Linked DNA regions of Mus musculus: all the other regions are linked to region 2. The links are chromatin contacts, called in public Hi-C, HiChIP or PLAC-seq and promoter capture Hi-C maps. All regions are on one chromosome and are shown on one strand. Each heading gives the region's core, a stretch centred on a gene start, on an enhancer-like site or on the middle of the called end of the contact. The rest is flanking DNA. Distances are from core to core; before and after follow the strand shown. Region 1 overlaps Osbpl8 (oxysterol binding protein-like 8). Region 2 holds the start of Nap1l1 (nucleosome assembly protein 1-like 1). Region 3 overlaps Gm40761 (a long non-coding RNA gene). Region 4 overlaps Gm30624 (a long non-coding RNA gene).

What was found. Promoter capture Hi-C pulls out the DNA fragments that hold promoters and counts their contacts. A called contact is a pair of places that touch in the nucleus more often than the background predicts. HiChIP or PLAC-seq counts read pairs in DNA pulled down with a chosen protein or histone mark.
Region 1: a Hi-C map of rod photoreceptor shows a contact between it and region 2, with 1.9 times the contacts expected there. The contact joins the enhancer-like site here to the promoter of Nap1l1 in region 2. A contact is called at or near these places in 11 of 39 promoter capture datasets (the C10 cell line, the HPC-7 cell line, cranial neural crest and 6 more), 2 of 15 datasets of contacts at CTCF or cohesin (CD8 T cells and the NIH/3T3 cell line), 16 of 484 Hi-C or Micro-C datasets (3T3-L1-derived adipocytes, CD8 T cells, the G1E-ER4 cell line and 11 more), 12 of 115 datasets of contacts at active chromatin or transcription factors (the 230-238 cell line, the NIH/3T3 cell line, embryonic basal ganglia and 7 more) and 3 of 9 other capture datasets (adipose tissue, liver and pancreatic islet).
Region 3: a promoter capture Hi-C map of liver shows a contact between it and region 2. The contact joins the enhancer-like site here to the promoter of Nap1l1 in region 2. A contact is called at or near these places in 10 of 39 promoter capture datasets (3T3-L1-derived adipocytes, the C10 cell line, the HPC-7 cell line and 7 more), 6 of 484 Hi-C or Micro-C datasets (the N1E-115 cell line, bone marrow-derived macrophages, embryonic stem cells and 1 more), 12 of 115 datasets of contacts at active chromatin or transcription factors (astrocytes, bone marrow-derived macrophages, embryonic midbrain and 5 more) and 5 of 9 other capture datasets (adipose tissue, embryonic stem cells, liver and 2 more).
Region 4: an H3K4me3 HiChIP or PLAC-seq map of the 230-238 cell line shows a contact between it and region 2, with 12 read pairs. The contact joins the enhancer-like site here to the promoter of Nap1l1 in region 2. A contact is called at or near these places in 2 of 39 promoter capture datasets (the C10 cell line and macrophages), 1 of 115 datasets of contacts at active chromatin or transcription factors (the 230-238 cell line) and 2 of 9 other capture datasets (adipose tissue and liver).

Annotation. Positions count from the first base shown.
Region 1 is chr10:111,244,238-111,246,937 of GRCm38.p6, forward strand. All of the region lies in intron 4 of Osbpl8 (oxysterol binding protein-like 8), which reads left to right. Among named protein-coding and RNA genes, the nearest start is that of Bbs10, 53 kb to the right of the region's middle. Within about 2 kb of position 1,329, at least 8 of the 459 cell types and tissues checked have an H3K27ac peak or open chromatin away from gene starts, as enhancers often do. A contact at or near this core is called in liver, olfactory sensory neurons and rod photoreceptor, where this site is marked.
Region 2 is chr10:111,471,831-111,474,530 of GRCm38.p6, forward strand. Nap1l1 (nucleosome assembly protein 1-like 1) reads left to right here and starts at 1,397. Exons shown (of 16, transcript NM_015781.5): 1 at 1,397-1,521.
Region 3 is chr10:111,334,881-111,337,580 of GRCm38.p6, forward strand. All of the region lies in intron 1 of Gm40761 (a long non-coding RNA gene), which reads left to right. Among named protein-coding and RNA genes, the nearest start is that of Gm40761, 4.5 kb to the left of the region's middle. Within about 2 kb of position 1,366, at least 44 of the 459 cell types and tissues checked have an H3K27ac peak or open chromatin away from gene starts, as enhancers often do. A contact at or near this core is called in adipose tissue, bone marrow-derived macrophages, liver and 1 more, where this site is marked.
Region 4 is chr10:111,723,592-111,726,291 of GRCm38.p6, forward strand. It overlaps Gm30624 (a long non-coding RNA gene), which reads left to right. Exons shown (of 6, transcript XR_001779641.2): 3 at 1,572-1,778. Among named protein-coding and RNA genes, the nearest start is that of Gm30624, 40 kb to the left of the region's middle. Within about 2 kb of position 1,305, at least 38 of the 459 cell types and tissues checked have an H3K27ac peak or open chromatin away from gene starts, as enhancers often do. A contact at or near this core is called in the 230-238 cell line and adipose tissue, where this site is marked.

The DNA.
Region 1 (2,700 bases), core at 79-2,578, 230 kb before region 2:
CCTTTGTTTGGAAACTCTGGGAGAGTCTACTGTCCTCTTTACAAAGTAATAACAGGGCTTCAGTTCCATTGGCTGCTGTCATTTTCAGTTCTTTGTAGAGCCAGATTTCCAGTGTATTTTTTAAAATTACAACAAAATTACTGTTATAATATGCCAGACAGTTAGAGTTGTGTCTGATCTCCGAGACCCAAATGGTATGGAAGGAAAGAACTAGTCCCTGCAAATTACCCTCTGACCTCTAAGTACGCCATGGGCTGATTGCTCCCCTCTGCATGCCCACACCAACCAACCAACCAACAAACAAATGAGTATAAAATTATAATTTAAATTCTGTGCGTCACAGTAGCTTCTATTTGTGTTTTCTGTGCATTAGGCAACAATTGAACAGCTTTCGTTAAAAGGAAATGACTATCTGTAAGTGTACAATAGACTATTCCGTGAAAATGCATAATGAGAAGGGATCATTGCTTAGTGCTCAGAAGTCCTCAGAGGCAGCTCCTAATCAGCTTGTAGTGTCACGCCTGCTGGACCCATGTCACCTGTGGCTTTCTCTTGACTTGTATTTATAGTAATGGTACTATCATATGTGCATATCTAAAATGTTTCTTTGGAAGGACTAAGTAAGTGTTCAAAGAAAAACTAGATAAACTTGATAGTTTATTTGAACAAGAGTAATTCATGTATTGGGCAGCATTTCATACCGGACAGAGGTTCCAAGAGTTCTGCTCTGCAGTATGGGGCACTGAATATTGACAGACAGAACTCACAAGTGGAGTACAAGATGAGCTTCTGGCCTCGTTTGAGCGTGGCCTGTAATTGGCTGAAGCTCAGTGGCTTTATGGTCTTGGCAGACATCTGATTTTCTGTTGCAAAATTAGACCAAGTTAAGTTCACATTCATTTATAAGCAAGTTGTTTTGTAGTTCATTCTATAGGAACTCAAATTACAGAGAGAGCCTCTGTCCAAATATCTTCAGCCTATTCAACAAGTCCTTGTGTAAAGGGGCAGTATTGCTGGAGAAGTATAAGCCAAAAAACTCTGGGTTGTAGCGTGGCCTTGATTTCTTTGAGAATCTACTAAGAGTCATGTTATGGTTTGGATATCAATGAACCCAAAGGCTCATGTGTTTTGGGCTTAGTCCCCTGGTGTTGGGGCTGTTGAGGTAACTGGATCTCTGGGGCTCTAACTTCATGAATGGAATAAGCCTTTAATAAAGCCTAGCTTCTGAATAGTCTAGTAGAAGGTAAATCTTGGTCCTGGTGTCTCCTTGGCCTCCTGGCTGCTGTGAAGTAAGCAGGTTTTGTCACATGCTGCTGTCACTAAGGTGTTCTGTCTCACTGCATGCCTAACAATAGGGCAAGCCAAAGCAAACATGGACTAAAACATCCGGGACCATGGGCCTAAACCCTTCTTTTTTCCTTTGAAATGTTGTCTGTCAGTTATTTTGCAACAGTCACCAAATGCTCCATGTGAAAGGACTGTTTAGTCGTTGTGAGTGCTCAGCATTGCCTGTGGTGTGGTTCTGGGCTGTTGCTATAGCAGGAAGACGGCAGAAGTAGTCTGTACTGTGTAGCCTATCAAATGAAAAGTAGGACACCTTCTTGTACTAGAGGTATTGTCAGTTAACTCAACTGTGAGTCTAGGGAAAGAGACAATTCTAATAGACACTAGGAAACGCTACAGGCCAGAGAAGAACCTGGGTGAAGGAGACCCAAGAAAGATGGTACCCTGGTAGGGGACTTTTTGGTGAAAGGAGCTATTTGACTTGGTGATCTTTTATATCCTAAACAGTGCTGATTTACTGTTACCTTTTTTTTGTACAGTATATATGCTGTACAGTGTATGTTGTACAGTCTTTTCTAAGTGTGCTGGACAGAAGTAAGCTCTAGAAGAAATTATTTACATGAGAATTGTCTCAGTTCTGCCAGACAGAGAAGAGCGGCTTGGGGAGAGAGTCCCATAGCATCTGGTTGGAGATGATACAGACGCTTGGGGGGAGAACTCCTCTGAACACTGCATCCTTTGTGCATCAAATTTGACTCTGTATTAGAACCACAAGTGACAAGAGGTGCGCTTGATGACTCTTTAAAAGCATGCAAAAGTAAATAAAACATGAAAGAAAAGTAGGATTTTGAAACCTATAGTATCTTAAATATTGTTAATATATTCTAATGTGCATAATTGAGAGTTTGGCAGGGTTAAGATTTCTAAATGGGGCTGGGTGGTGGTGGTGGCAGCAGCAGCGCACGCCTTTAATCGCAGCACTTGGGAGGCAGAGGCAGGCGGATTTCTGAGTTCAAGGACAGCCAGGCCTACACAGAAAAACCCTGTCTCAAAAAACAAACAAACAAGCAAACAAACAAAAAGATTTCTAAGTGGGACACCATTCTCTTTGAGATATTAAAGACATTGCTTGTGTGTCTCACTTGAATATTTTAAATTATTACTTCATCCATTTGACACGCAATCCAGTGTAATTTGCTGCTGTGAATTGTATACAAAAGGACTTTTTGATATAAAGACTGACGTGTGACATGGCTTTTGTGCCTCTTTGCACCTATATTTGTGCATCTTAGGTTCACTGTCAAATTTGTGTTGCAGTTGTATTCCCATCCTTGTTTATGGTCATTAAAAACAAAAGCAAAAGCAACTTCTTTCCTCTGATGTTCCTTGAACTTTAGGAGAGAACTCAGTATTCTA
Region 2 (2,700 bases), core at 147-2,646:
CCCCCAGAGACCTTTGTGTGCATTCCAGATACTGATAGTTATCTTGTTGGAAATTAACAGTGATTTTTTTTTTTTTTCTGCTACAGGGCCTTAAATATTCCGCGCTGACCTGGAACTCTCTATGACCCTAAATTCCTTATCCCTGTGCCTCTATCTCTGCAGGGGTGCAACTCCAGAAATGAAGCCATGTGTGGGCTATGTGATGCTGTGGTTTGAACCTGGGGCCTTCATGCATCTTAGGCAGGCACTCTTACCAAATGAGCTACATCCAAAGGACTCAAAGAGTAGTTATTCTTTCACTAAAATACTAGCACATAGCCTTTTGTATGCACATACTACTTTTTGCCAAGTTCTTCCATGCCTGATTTCACAACAGATAACCAGATTCTCCTGTCTGTCTGTTTGTATTTCCAATGTTGCCCTATCTCACGACTTGTAGTGTCTGGAAGACTCCAGTGAAGGCTTGTGGGAGGATGGGAATGTAAAATGTAGACAGTGCCTTAGTATTATAGACAGATTAACCTCCCACCATAAAGACCACACTTGGAGCACAGCTGTTTGATTTGACGATCTCAAATTGTGGCACATAGCCACTCTCTGAAAGATTTAAAATCTGATACCTGCAGGGCCTCACTGTGGCCCTACCTAAAAAACAAAACCCCAAAGCACCAAACATAGTTAACAGAACAGGTGATTTGTAGTCAACTGAAAAATAGCTGCAAGATTTCATGAGCTTAAGGGTTGATTTACTTTTTCAGGAAGATGAAAAATTGGTATGCTGATTATTTTCATTATAAAGCAGTAATACGCAAAAATACGCTCTTTACTTCCATCAAATGAACTAAAGCAGAGATGAAGGGTTGTGTATCAGGTAAACGTGATGTGGAACACCCTAAAAGGCGTAGAGGCGCCCCGAGTTAGAAGCAAAACCAGCCGAAGACGCTGCCGCGGTGGTCACAAGAAAAGAGTTGTTAGTTCTCAGCTAGAGTGGGAAAATGGTTTCAGAGGAGAAGGGGGTGGGGAGAGGGGAGAGGCGTGCTGGGATTAGGTCTGGATGCGGATGGGAATCCTAGCCAGGATACTGCAAGCCTGCCACTAGGCTGTGTCCCTAACCCAGGCGGGCAAGGAGAACCAGGAGCGGGACCTATGGGTCGTCGCTGTGGGATTGGGATTTCCATCGCAGCGTAGAAGGGAGAAGAGATGGCGAGCACAAGACCGCCACAGGCGGGAAGCCTAAGGTGCCGGGGAAGAAGGACGGCTCTGTAACCAGGCAACAAGGCCCAGGCCCGCCTCCCGCTCCCGTTGCTACGCAACGCCGAGGCCAGGGGGAGGGCGTCGGAGCAGCCCTACGTGCTGACGCTAATTGTATATGAGCGCGAGCGGCGGGCTCTCGGGTCTTTTTTAGCGCCATCTGCTCGCGGCGCCGCCTCCTGCTCCTCCCGCCGCCGCCGCTGCCGCCGCCCTGAGTCACTGCCTGCGCAGCTCCCGCCGCCCGGCTCCGCGTCCGAGCCTCCTGGAACGGTAACGGCTGGGGGCCGGGAGGGCCGGGTGGCGGGGGCCTGCGAGGTGTCGGGCTGAGGCCGCGGGGTGAGCGCTCCGGAGCGGCCATGCGGCCTGAGGGACCCCGGGGAGCGCCGGCGGCTGCGGGGCGCGCGGGACGGCGAGGCCGCGGGAGAGCGGAGGAGGAGGAGGAGGCCACGCCGCGGGGCGCCCTGGGTCGCCCGGCCGCCTCTGCCTCGGTGGAGCCCACCGCGAGGGCAACCCCGGCGAGGCGGGCCGCGGGGATGGGGGACATGGAAGGAACGGTGGCCGCGCGAGTTCCGCCCGCAGGGAGGGGCTGTGCAGGCCGCGCGGCCTCGGCGCGCAGGAGCCGGGGCACGTGGGGACCGCGCCGCGGGCGGCCGGAGACCCCTGCCGGGGCCCACCCGACACCTCCGTCGGAGTTGGAGGAGGAGGAGGGGTCGCCACGAGTACCAGTCCCGCCACGGTCTCACCGGCTCCCTGGGTCTTCCTGGAGGGAACTGTGCTAGCGGATGGGAGGATGGAGGGGCGAGCAGCCTCCACCGCCAGGGTTATAAGGGGTTAACACGTGCAAAGCGTTCAGCCTAGCTATTTTTTTTTTTTTTTTTTTTTAACAAAAGATCTTGTTTTGTGTCTCACAGGTACAGTTAGAACTTCGATGGGTAACGTGGCCGGGGTATATTTGTGTGGAGAGACTTAATCCTAGTCTCCTTAAACCTCCAGATGGTTCTGAGACGAAAACTAAGAAGGGCTGGCTTGTTGGGGGTGGGGAGTGGGGTTCGAGTTTAATAGACCAACAGCGTGGTTCTTCCCTTCAGGCAGCACCCCCTCCCTCCCCCCAGAATTCTCACTAGGGATGAAGTGGAAGGACCATGGGGTGGAACAAGGCATTAATAATATACTGACCAAGCTCAGTGCGCCACATTTCTGTAAAGATCTCAGGAGTGGCATCGGAGGGAGGGCGGAGACAGGTCCTGTCCAGAGGGCAGGGCTTCCCAGACTAAAAGGATGCACCAGGCATACAGGCTATCTTCCAGGGCTAACTACTTCAGACTGTCTCCTGTCTCTAAATTCCAAAATGAGAAACGTTTTAAAGACTTTCCCAACACCTCTAATTTCAGGAGAGCCAACATAAAGTTTACCACTTTTGAAAATAGACGCCATCAAAACACCTTCCCA
Region 3 (2,700 bases), core at 116-2,615, 140 kb before region 2:
AATACATATACATACACACACACACATTTATATTCAGTCTATGGTTCTGCCATACTGAAGAACTCTGACTAATATACTACTGTGATTTGACAGAAAGAGAGAGAGAGAAAGAGAGAGAAACAAATATCACATTTTTCTCATTATTAATTCTAGATTGTACATATAACATTGTATATATATCACGTATATATGGCACTGCATATATATACGGTATATATATGTATGTATATACTGCATATATATACAGTATATATATATGCAGTGCCATATATATGTGATATATATACAATGTTATATGTACAATCTAGAATTAATAATATATATACAGTATATATATGTATATATGTGTATATATATGTATATATATGTGTATATATATATATATATACATATGTGATATTGTACATCTATGACATCAGAGATTATCTGGAGCAATAGAAGGCATGATGGTATGATTAAAAACACATGACCATAGAGACATGAAAATGTCTTTACAAAACTTATCACTGTACAATGCATATGTATCAATTTTAAAACACCTTAAAAAATTCACTTGGAACGGGAATAAGGATACATGCCTTTAACCCCAGCACTTGGGAAGCAGCAGAGGCAGACAGGTCTCTGGGAGTTTGAGGCTTTCTTGAGCTGCATAGTGAGACCCTCTTTACAACAGAAAATCACTTGGAAATTATTTTCCCTGGAAAGCGCTCTTTGTAGTGGGGGGTGTTGTTGTTTTGCTTTTTAAATCTCTTCACTAAACAACACCGAGAGGCTCACAGTTTTGAAGACAACAGTGATCGATGCTTTTGTGCTTAGTACTAAATAGGGGTTCTCAACCTGTGGGTCGCGACCCTTGAAAGCCTCTGTTTCCAAAAATTCATAACATTGACAGAATAAAGTTATGAGGTAGCAGCGAAAATAATTTTATGGTTGGGAATCATCATGACACAAGGAACTGTATCAAGAGTCGCAGCAGTAGGAAGGTTGAGAGCCACTGTATTAGAACGACTGACATCAAAGGACTCTGACCCTGGGCGCCCTCGCTGAGGAGATGAAGGGGAGCGCTGGAAGTCAGCCATCTGGTCCTCAGATAGAGCCTTCGTTCTTCCTGTGAAACCCAGCGCTGAGGCTGTTTCAAAGAGCAGCTCTGGGTCTCCCACAAATGAGGGAAAAAAGTGTATCCAGAAGTTTCTGCAGATCAAAGACTCCTAGGAGTGAGTTCACAGACGACCAAAGGAAACGCAAAGAGTCGTAGTGGCGCGCCCCAGCCCTGAAGAGAATGGGGAACCGTGCAGGCTGGAGAGAAGCCTCGATTTCAGCGGCGGGAAAGAAAAGGCCTGCCTGGAAGTTGGAATGATTCGCATTGCACAAGCCCGGGGCAGGAGTGGGGCTGTTCCACGCGGGTGTGGGGAGGGGTGGGGCGATGACCCACAGAGGCGTTTCCTTTTGATCGATTTTCTTTGAATACTCAAAGTACAACCTTGAGCTTTTTTTTTTTTTACTGCCAGTGCCTTACCTGTCATTAAGGAGTCACTTTGGGAGACTTGCTGAGACTTCCCCTATTGATCTCTGTCCTGAATGCCAGCAGCCCAGCCGCTAAGGAGAAGCTGCCTCTGGCCACGCGAGCGCACCCCCCAGGACACAGTTCAGCCCCAACCTCTTCCAAGCTTTCTTGTTCCTTTAATGAAGACTCAAGCTATGTGAGCGCTGCGTGCTTCAGACCTTAGCTCCACGTTAATGAGCAGGAGCTTGACTAAGTCGGGAATTTCAGCAGGACGGTTCTTGGATAGATGACTTCTGTGATGGCGTGACTCTTCTGGACTTCCTAACCTTGAGGTGTTAATTGAGAGCTCTTCACATTTTCCGGATTTAAATATATGCAAATTTCATTGGCCATTTTGGTGACCTCTTGTGAAATTCATGTCTGTGTCTTTTGTTGACTTTTTGGGGTTTTGTTGTTGTTGTTGTTTTAACAATTTTCATTTTCATTGAAAGTAGCTTTTTTTTTTTTGGTACAGTGTATTCTGATCACCGTTCCCCCTCTCCCAACTTCTTCTGGGTCTTCCCCGCCCCCAACTTCCCTGCTCACCTAAATACCTAAATCCACACCCCTCTTCTTAGCAACAGCAACTACAACAAATGGAGTTGGAGAACACAAACAAAAAAAAAAAGTCTCGAAAAACCAAAAAAAAAAAAAAAAAAAAAAAAAGCCAAAGAAAAGCACAGGAACACATTTGATGCGTGCACACACACACACACACACACACACACACACACACACAGTAGTTCTTACAATCTTTCTGACTCTTCTTCCACGAGCCCTGAGGGAAGAGATTTGCTGAAGAAAACCTTCTAGGGCTGAGTGTTCCAAGGACTGATTTTCTGCTCACTGTCCAGTTGAGAATTTCTGAATTTATTCCCATCTCCTGCAGTAGGGAGCTTTGTCCAATGACGACTGGTCAGGAAGTGTCAAAGTGACCTGTGAGTACAGCAGAATATTATTGTTGGGTTATTTTTTTGTTTTTGTTTTTGTTTTTCGAGACAGGGTTTCTCTGTATAACCCTGGCTGTCCTGGAACTCACTTTGCAGACCAGGCTGGCCTCGAACTCAGAAATCCACCTGCTTCTGCCTCCCGAGTGCTGAGATTAAAGGCGTGCGCCACCATGCCCGGCCTAGTGGAGGTGTATTTTCTTCAGGGTT
Region 4 (2,700 bases), core at 55-2,554, 250 kb after region 2:
ATCAGGTTAGACTTGTTGGCCAGAGAGCCCCAGTGATCTTTTATCTCCGCCTTCTCACTCCTGGGTTTACAAGCTCATGCTATTACACTTCACACTTTTCTGTGGGCTCCAGAGATTGATCATGCTTGCAAGGCACAAATGCTGTATGGTTGGGGTTGCCTTCCTAGTGCTTATGTCTGCCTTTTAAACTCCTATTCCCCCAAATCTCTGTGCCAGACAATCTGGAACCATGTGGGATTGATTGGGACTGATGGGATCTTAGTCTCAGGCTCATGTCTCCTGCTTCTTCCCCAAGGGCCAGCTGAAACGCAAAGACCCAGCCCAAGCCTCTCTCCAGATTTAATGGTTTCTAGAAACATTCGATTGTGCCCAGCCTCCTGAATCTAGTCTTTCTTCCATACTTCACAGTTCCCCAAATGGTGTGTTCTGTCATTATTATGTACATCCAATCAAACCCCTTGTTAGCATTTTGTCTAAGCTCTGCCCCATGGTTACCTAGCAACAGCCAGGTGTGCCTGACTCACTATAAAAGGGGCTGCTTGCCTCCTTCACTTTCTCTTGCTCTCTTGCTTTCTTGCTCTGGTTCTGTCTTCTCATCACTTCCCCCTCTCTCTCCATATGCTCACAGCTGGCCTCCTCTCCCTCTTCCTCTCCTTCTCCTCTCCAGTGCCTTTCTCTGTCTACTCCCCTCTCAACTCCCCTCCCCATGCCCTGAATAAATTCTATTCTATACTATACCATGTGTGGCTGGTCCCTCAGTGGGAAGGGATGCCTCAGTATGGGCCCTTGGAGGCACACCCTTCCCCCGACACCTGACTGCACATCCATCAAACATTCTCTTTCTCCTTATCTTTTTAAAAACACAATACTCCTCTATCCCTTACAGATCTAAATCTCAAAATATTTATCTAGGTATCATACTAACTACCAATCTACAAGATCTTGATGGGTAGAGATGGGTAGAGATCTTGGATTTTCCTTTAGAAGGTCCTTTAGAAGAACACATGTGCTTCTGTAAATGCCCTGAAAAATGCCAGGTTAGGATTGCCAGCAACCATGATAAATGCTTTAGGGGTGGTATCTTGGCATGGTTGAACCTTGAAAGAGCTGGGATTCTGATAAATGTGTTCCCTTTGTTTTCTCTGGGCAGTTAAAAACAGTGCTAGCTGCGGGCAAAGTCAGAAGCTCTGTTGATTTGTGGCTCTGCTTTTTTTTTTTTTTTCCCCAAGGACTCTTTGCCCTACCCACTGAGGACATACTTCCTGTGTCCCCATGCTTTCTAAGTTGAACAACTGTTCTGTGCTTTGTTCCCTTGCTGTGGTTGCTGTTTGTGGCACGTCTAAAAGGGATGTAAAACCCTGAAGCTCTCAGCTGTAATAATATACCCGTTGACCCCACCTACATGGTTGAGACCTCTGCTGCCCCTCTCCAGACAGATGTCTGAGTGGGGAATCTGGCCTGAACACCAAAAGTTGTCATAGAAGTCACTGTGAGTGACTTCCTCTGACTATATATGGATGGCTGGAAGTGGTGTTATGAAACTAATCCTATAATCCTTTTCTTCCTAACAGAAGAGCAGTGGAATGCTGTGGGCCGGAGAAACTCAGGCAGCTGGCAGTTTGACTCTTAAGCACCAGCATGGTAGACACCAGCCTCCCCTCTCAGTCCTGCGGGCCGTGAAGTGGTGATAATAACACACTCTGAGCAGCTGGAGATTTCTCTGGAGCCAGACTACAGGGGAGACCATGAAGAAGAAAATACAGATGAAACAGGAAGAGGTAAAAGCCTAGAGTTAGAAAAACTTCTGAAAATATAGTAGTCGGATATGATATGTTAACAGAAGTTATTGTAGCTATCTGGTCTACCTCAAAAGAAGCTGTATATATAGCAACGGAGATGATTATCGTCTTGTTCTATCGTAATAAACTTGTGACATTCCTTGTCTTCCTGGATTCCCCATGCCCCACACTTTCCTTTCCCCTGGATGGCTTTCACCACTAACAGACTCCTGCAGGCAACACGTCACTGGCTCTGTCATTACTAAAAATTTCTGTTCTATTCAAGACTAGGGACTATGTTTTGTTCATCAGGGTGGCCACAAATAGCATAAAGTAACTTTTTTATGTCTTTCTTAGCCTAAGACTGATTTATGTATTGGTAAAAGTGCTTACTTGGGATAGGGACTTGGATCATTCAGTGAAGTGTTTGTATTGCAGGCACCAGTAGGGTGAGTTCAATATTCAGAATCCATTGGTTAATAATAATAATAATAATAATAATAATAATAATAATAATAATAAAAAGCTGGGAGAGCTAGTGAAGTCATGAATCTTAGAAGAGACCTTACAACTGCCACTGCACTGAACCAGCAGAATCCTTAACTACATTCTAAATATTTGTCCTTATACCCATAGATGAATAGTTCTTTGCTCTCACCAAGGAAACGTCTCTTTGCAAAAGACAGAGACCATTACAGAAAACTACAAGCAACCAAGATACCCAGTTATTGAGCCCAGACCCAATGAATACTTCTGCACAGGCTGGAGGAACATTGCAGAAGAGAGGGCAGGAAGACTGTAAAAGCCAGAGGGTCAGGCAGTTTGCTCTGAGATTGTGTCCTTCAGTCATGACAGAAGTATCACCCAGAATCACACAAGCATGTCTTCCTAAATATAAGCTCAATAAGGACAACAATAATAT